2 separate regions of the Mus musculus genome follow, and region 1 is linked to region 2. The links are chromatin contacts, called in public promoter capture Hi-C maps. All regions are on one chromosome and are shown on one strand. The core of a region is the stretch at or near the end of the contact, and the rest is flanking DNA. Distances in the headings are between cores, read along the strand shown. Region 1 overlaps Chat (choline acetyltransferase). Region 2 overlaps Parg (poly (ADP-ribose) glycohydrolase).

The links. Capture Hi-C pulls out chosen DNA fragments and counts their contacts.
Region 1: a promoter capture Hi-C map of pancreatic islet shows a contact between it and region 2. The contact joins two enhancer-like sites. A contact is called at or near these places in 1 of 484 Hi-C or Micro-C datasets (the N1E-115 cell line), 3 of 115 datasets of contacts at active chromatin or transcription factors (bone marrow-derived dendritic cells, embryonic basal ganglia and embryonic stem cells) and 1 of 9 other capture datasets (pancreatic islet).

The regions. Positions count from the first base shown.
Region 1 is chr14:32,427,889-32,431,239 of GRCm38.p6, forward strand. The region is part of intron 8 of Chat (choline acetyltransferase); the gene reads right to left. Among named protein-coding and RNA genes, the nearest start is that of Slc18a3, 35 kb to the right of the region's middle. Within about 2 kb of position 1,518, at least 12 of the 459 cell types and tissues checked have an H3K27ac peak or open chromatin away from gene starts, as enhancers often do. A contact at or near this core is called in pancreatic islet, where this site is marked.
Region 2 is chr14:32,276,295-32,280,009 of GRCm38.p6, forward strand. The region is part of intron 15 of Parg (poly (ADP-ribose) glycohydrolase); the gene reads left to right. Among named protein-coding and RNA genes, the nearest start is that of Ogdhl, 44 kb to the right of the region's middle. Within about 2 kb of position 1,482, at least 5 of the 459 cell types and tissues checked have an H3K27ac peak or open chromatin away from gene starts, as enhancers often do. A contact at or near this core is called in pancreatic islet, where this site is marked.

The sequences.
Region 1 (3,351 bases), core at 268-2,767, 150 kb after region 2:
AGCCTGGCCCAGATGGGAGTGAGATCTGTGCCCAGGTAAGAGATAGGCCTGTAGCAGCTCAGCAGCCTTATAGGAATGGTCAAAGCCCCACAAAGGACCAGAATCTATGGCCCATTGCTCATAAGCCTAGTAGAGAGGTAGGAGGAGGGGTAGCCTGGGAACTGGATAGAGTTCATCTTTACTATAGGGTTCTCCACACTCCATCCCCCTCTTTTCCCTGGCACGCATCCATGAGGATAGCCACGGCACTAAGCCTTGTGTGGTGCGCTGTGCTAAGGGTCTCTTTAGCTTCCCAGTAGAGACAGTGCCTTCAGAACATGGGGAAAGTATACTTGATCAATCCCGTGTCAGATCCACATAGTCAGAGGGAGGGGGAAAGCATCCGGGAGGTGATAGCCAGGACGGTGGGTGGGCTGGAAGCAAACTCCAGCCACATGGGTGGAACTTAGGGATAAACTTCTTGTCCTCCAGCTTAAGGGTGAAGGTTATAGGATTTCGGTGAGGCCAGATGACCACAGTGATGTGAGGTTACGGCCCAGCTGAGCACCTGTCATGTGTCAAGTGTCAATTCAGGCATGTGTGCTACAACAGGAGACTGGCAACAGTCTCACATCCCACTTGAAGAAACAAGAAAATAAATAACCAGACTGTAGGACATTTCCAAGACCTTACTTAAACATGGGGTTTGATAATAATTGCCCAGTGACTGGAGAAGGCTGGATTTGTTCCAGACATTCAACCCCAAGACCAGATTGGGAGCAGACCACCAAGAAGGTCAGACTCAGGAATGAGGAGTCCTCCCTGCAAGAAGATCAGGGCCAAGGTATGTGCTTGGAGTAGAGCCAAGGATGCCTCGGCATGTGGGAAGAATAAGATCATGCTAGCTGGTGAGGGGCCACGGCAACTAGAATGCTATAGATCGTTGCCCTCTTGGCCATTTCTTGGGGAATACTAAAAGCCTGGCTTTGTGTCTTCCTTAACCAGGATTTCTTAGAAATAAGCCCAAAGCAGTGTGGGATAGGCAGGCTGCAGCTCTCCAGGAAGCCCATAGCTAGCTTATCCCACTAGGGAAGAAGCTGCTGCAAGCCTGATCCAACCTCTGGAAGGGAGAGGGAAGGCTGGGGACACCCCTCTCAGCCACACAACATAGCACAGGCTTGAGGCAGAAAACAACGGACAGTTCCTCTCCATGCTAGTGGCTTGACCTCCTTCAGACAGAGAAAGATCCCTGAGGAGGGGCTGAGGCCTTACTATCAAATGCTGGCTGTGTCTGGCCCAGAAGCTCAGAACCACTCACCAGGAATCAGGCCCTGGCTCATTAGGCAAACTGAAATGGGGGCAGGACAGGAGAGCCGGGATGCCAGGTGGCCTTGCAAATGATCTCCCTGAATGCAAGTGCTGATCCGTCAAATACTGACAAGTTTATTGTGAAAGGCAGGAAATGAAGCACATGCAAACTCATCTACTGTGAGCGAGGCCCAAGTCTAATGGAAACACTAGGTGGTGGGATGGAGGCTTGTGGCAGGGGTCGTTTGTCTCTCGTGACCTCTGCACAGAGCACACCAGGGGGATCTTGCTTAATGCAGTGAATCAATCTCCCTCAAGAAGCCCCTACTTGCCCATGAGAGGTGGGACTTGAGTAGTACGGAATCTCTCCTGACGATCACACTCAGGGGCTCACAGCTTTGGTGCTGTGGAAATTCCAGAGGCCTGGAGGTTAGGAGCTTCCAGACTTACTCAGATGTGCAAAGATACAGCATGTATCTCAGGCCTCTGCTTTAGAAGGGTCAGACTCTCAGGTCCCGCTCTCTAACAGGCACGCACACCTGTTCACAGCCCTGCCCAGGACTCCTGCCTTCTCTGGTGTGCATCACGTAATGGTACAGTTCACATTTCCATCCTTGGAGATGAGGTCAGGAAGTCTTAGAGACATGAGGCTTCTAATCATCTACCATGTGCATTATAACAACCTTCCTTCCTAAAACAGTGGATTATATCTTCTTTTGGGAGATAAAATTTCCATCAGATGTTTGATATTTTCCCCTAATCTATGGCCTCGGAGAGGTGATCTTTATCATCCCAGCTCCCAGGGGCCAAGACAGTAACAAAAGTATGTCTTTATCAATGAAGCCTGTCTCTTTTGAATTAGAACCGATCTGAATTGAGTTATAAAATCTCCTTTAAATCTTTCAAGAGGGAGAGTCTCGTCTTCCAGGAAAACGGACTGGGTTTTGTTTTTCCCCATCCCCTCTCACTGGATATCATAGATAAATATTGTATTTAAAACAAACATAGGAAGGCTTTGGAAGATAGAAAGAGGAAAGCCTCCCAGACAGGAATCTCACAACCTAAAAAAGACCCGTTGTGATGGGTCCTTTGAGTGTGTTGGGCTGACCTGTACTCCATGCAAATCACTTATTAAAGATCTAACCTCCATTACGACTGAATTTTGAGAAGGAACCATTGGAATGATAACTAGGATTAAATGAAGCCATAGAAGGGGCTGACAAGACTGCTCCATATCCGGAGATGCACCAGTGACACTGACACAGAGAAAAAGCCTTTTAAACACACAATGGGAAGGCAGAAGATTGCAACCAAGAGCAGGGGGAAGGAACCATCCTTCTGATGCTTTCATCCTGGACTCTGGGGTCCTATAAGTCAGAAAGTCACTCTCGAGTCACCCAGTCTGTTGGGTTTTTGTTACGGCATCTTAAATCAACCGACACAGAGAGAGTTCCCCCTTCCTTTTTTATCTAACACAGTCAACATCTGGATTAGAAGAAATGAGAAACATGAAAACACAAATGGGAACACTCACATACAAGGACAAAGTTCCTACTCAGACCTGCTTTCTCTATTCACAGCAAAATAGAGCACTCTTGGATAAGCAGGTTGTAGTGGCAACTCCCTTTGAATTCCAGCACGTGGGAGACAGATGTAGGTATTTCTCTGTGAATTTGAGGCCAGCCAGAGCTACATAATAGAGAGACCTTGTCCCCCCAAAAGTAAAGCAAACCAAACAACAAAAAGCAAAGCAAACTCACAAACACACACAGAAAAGAGAACTCTTAGATAATAGCCTTTCTACTTCAGCCACATATCAACAGGAATAATGTACAAGTACTCAACTCTCTATACACCCATAATCTATCAGTTCTGCCCCCTGCTGTCACCTCAAGGCCAGCAGAGAACCTGGTGTGCTATCACTGATCTGTACTGAGGCACCTCCACCTCTGAGGATAGAGACGCCATGGTTTCTCATGAAAGCTGGGACTTCCAGCTCCACTAAATGGTGACCACTCCACCCTACCATCTTTCACATGGCACACACAGGAAGCATGTAGAGAC
Region 2 (3,715 bases), core at 232-2,731:
TTCAACCTGAAGCTATTGCCTTCAAGTCCAAGATGTTTTATGATTGAATGTATCAAGACAGTTAGATTAATCTTCAGAATCTCATGGGCGTTCCTTACATAAGCATGTCTATGGGACCTTGTTACATGCTTTTTGAAACTCAAAGATATTTGTTTAAGCAGATGTTTTGAAAGAAATATATGAAAGAAAGGTAAAATAAAAATGTGCTTAGTTGTAGTTGCATAATATTAACATAAGTTTCCCATTTTTATGGCTGAAGCTTATATTCTCAGATATGCTTTCCTGCAGGGGACTGAAATATTCACTTTTAAAAGAAATTATTGGGGCCAGTAAGATGGCTCAGTGAATAAAAGCACTTACCACTAAGCCTGATCTAAATTTGATCTCCAGGTCCTAGCACCTACATGGTGGAAAGAGAAAACCAACTCCTTTAAATTGTCCTCCACCCTCTATGTGTACAAGGTACTTATGCACAATCAGACAGACACAGTGGCGGGGTGGGATAAATGTCATTTTAAGGGAAATAAATCCATAATTATGATATGTTAATGCAATCCTTGAGCATAAACAAGTCTTAAAATTCCTTATGGCTAATTGACACTCTACATGTACTTGTATCACTAACCTTTAATTTCTTGTCTCAGAGACACGAAAATGTTATATATAGGAGATATATGTACATGCACACACAGAGACACATATATGTATACATGTGTGTATATATAATAGGCTGGTGATACGTATCTCCAACACTGAAAACATTTATCAATAGAACAATAGTTCTCAACCTTACTAAAGCTCTGACCCTTTCGTACAGTTCCTCATGTTGTGGTGAACCCCATCTATAGAATGATTTTGTTGCTATTTTATAACTGTAATCTTGCTACTGCTATGAATTGTAATGTTAGTATCTGATATGCCGCCCCTGTAAAAGGGTCATATGACCCCCAAAGGGGTCACAACCCACAGGTTAAGAACCACTGTTATAGAATATAGAGTACTTCTAGACTTTATGTTCAAAGAATGAGTCTTGAAATAGCCTGGCAGGTGGGGGAATTTCCTTTCATTCAGGTCCGTTTAGCTGGCACACTGCCTGTCTTATGGAAGTATTTCAGGAAGAATTTCAGCTGACTTGGTCAATGATTAGCATTAATGAGGTATTTTAGAAATTATATAAGTATGTTATCTCAGAGTAGTTCTAATAATTACTTTCAAGATATTTTTAATCTAAATAAAGTTTAGTCAGTCCAGTGCCTGAGCATAGATGACAGCAGGTAAAGCAGATACATTGTCTGTTGAGCACAGTGACGTGGTTTGTATTTGTTTCCCACCTGCCGATATTTATGTCAGTGTGCAGCTATGGCTTACATTTGATTTACAAAAGATTCTTCCCAGTCAGCTGCAAGTGGAATGGTTTCGATTACTGTAACCAACAGTGGGGGAGGCAGCAGAATGATTGCTTACACTATACTAGACACTCCACTTAGCACTTTAAATGCAGTGTCAGAGCTTTCTTCTTGGGGCATCTGTTGCTATGCCACACAGGCTGTGCTTAAACTCCCAGGCTCAAGTGGCCTTCCATTCTTCTGGACTCCTGCTTCCATCCTGCATGGCCTGCTTTAATCCTAACCACTGCTCAAGACAAGAGACACTGCTCGTGCCTCTAGCTAGAGACAGACGAAGCCTTGGACACTGGGTAACTCGCTCCATGCCCAAAGCTGAACAGTGACCAAGCCAAGGGCTTTAACCAGATTCTCCTGACTTGTGCTTGCTCTTGTCTTTTCTGCTCACTTCTTTCCTTGCCTCTCCCATGCACCTTTTTTCTTCTCTTGTCTTTTGGTGCTAGGGAGAATGCAGGCCTTAGCCTGTGCTGGGCAGTACCCATCACTCCCTTGACCTCAAGGCTTCAGATCACGGATTTTTGTTTTGTTTTGTTTTGTTTCGAGACAGGGTATCTCTGTGTAGCCCTGACTGTCCTGCAGCTCACTCTGTAGACCAGGTTGTCCTCGAACTCAGAAATCCGCCTGCCTTTGCACTCCCAAGTGCTAGGATCAAAGGCGTGCACCACCATGCCCGGCAAGATGACGGATTTTTAAAATGTAGATTTTTCCACACAAAAATTAGTTACCAGTCTGAACTTGGAGACTGTCCTTATTTAGTTTTCCCAATGTTCTTTTCTGTCTGATTTATTTTTAAGAGAAATTCACAGTTGTCTCCCAACATAATTATCAAATTCCCATGAGACCAAATAAACAAAACAAAACACAAAATAAACAATGACAAAAAGCCCTGCAGATTTAATACAGCTGATCCTTATGTAAACTGATATTAAGAAAGTGCCTGGCTCAGAGCCTGTCCTATGGGAAGCCAATTGATAAATGTGCGTTCCTTTAAGACAGGGTTTCTATAGCTCAGACTAGCCTTGAACTCATAACTCTTCTGCCTTTGCTTTCTGAGTGCTGGGATAACAGGCTTGTGCCACAGTACCTGAGTTAGATGCATGTTCTTTCATTCACTGCGGCACTTACAAAATGTGTTATTTCAGAAAAGAATTGTTTTGTAACTCTTGCTAAAAAAGAAAAAGGCAGCAAGTGCTTTTGTTAAATGTCATTTTCACATCTTATTATTTTAAATTTTTCCACTTGTTTTCAATGTGTGGTAGGACACGTCTGCCACAGTGCACTTGCGGAGGTCATAGGACACCTTGCAAGAGTCAGTTCTTTCCTCTCACCATACAGAGTCCAGGAACTGAGTGCAAATTCTCAGGCTGGATAACAAATACCTTTATGCACTAAGTCACCTCACCAACCCAGCATCTTATTCTTAAGAACTAATGCAAGGCAAATTAAAATTTGGAAGGAAGGAAGGAAGGAAGGAAGGAAGGAAGGAAGGAAGGAAGGAAGAAAAGAAAAGAAAAGAAAAGAAAAGAAAAGAAAAGAAAGGAAAAGAAAGAGAGGAAAAGAGAGAGAAGGAGGAGGAGGGAGGGAGGGAGGGAGGGAAGGAAAAGACAGAATTAATACAGGAACTGCAGAGACAACTCTGTGGGCCAAGTGCTTACAAGCATGAGGCCTGGGTTCAGATCCTCAGTACCTGTGTAAAACTATATAAAAACTGATGCTTGCCCATAACCCTCACAATAGGGAGGCAGAGACAGATGGGTCCCTGGTGCCTACTGATTGGCCATTCTAGATGAAACAAGCTCTATGGTCAGTGAGACACCCTGTCTCAAAAAGTAAGATGGAGCAATAGACGAATTCACCTAGCCTCAGGCTTACACACACACACACACACACACACACACACACACACACTTTAAAAAACTAATCAGATAACTTTGGGCTTCCTCAGTTAAATTCTTTCCTTATTTACACTTACGTATTAAACAGATTTATGAATTTTGAGACAAGCATCAAGAGTCACATAAAAGAGGAAATAATGTATTATTTTTCAGTATGTTTTATAAAACATGTTAGATCCTAGTAGTGATAATGTGCATAATATTTTTTATGTACTATATCAAAGGTAGGTGGGAGAGGGATAGTTTTCTAAATGAAACAGTAAAGCCTAAGACCATAACGCAGTGTGCATCCTAGCTCCATCATCCTGTTTGCCATTAGGCATTGCTGAGGAGAGGACAATGGAAATAGAAATCCTCTAGAAGAGGTCACCCTATGGAGGCTCCACCTATCCTGTTAGACCTGCATCAGGACCCAAA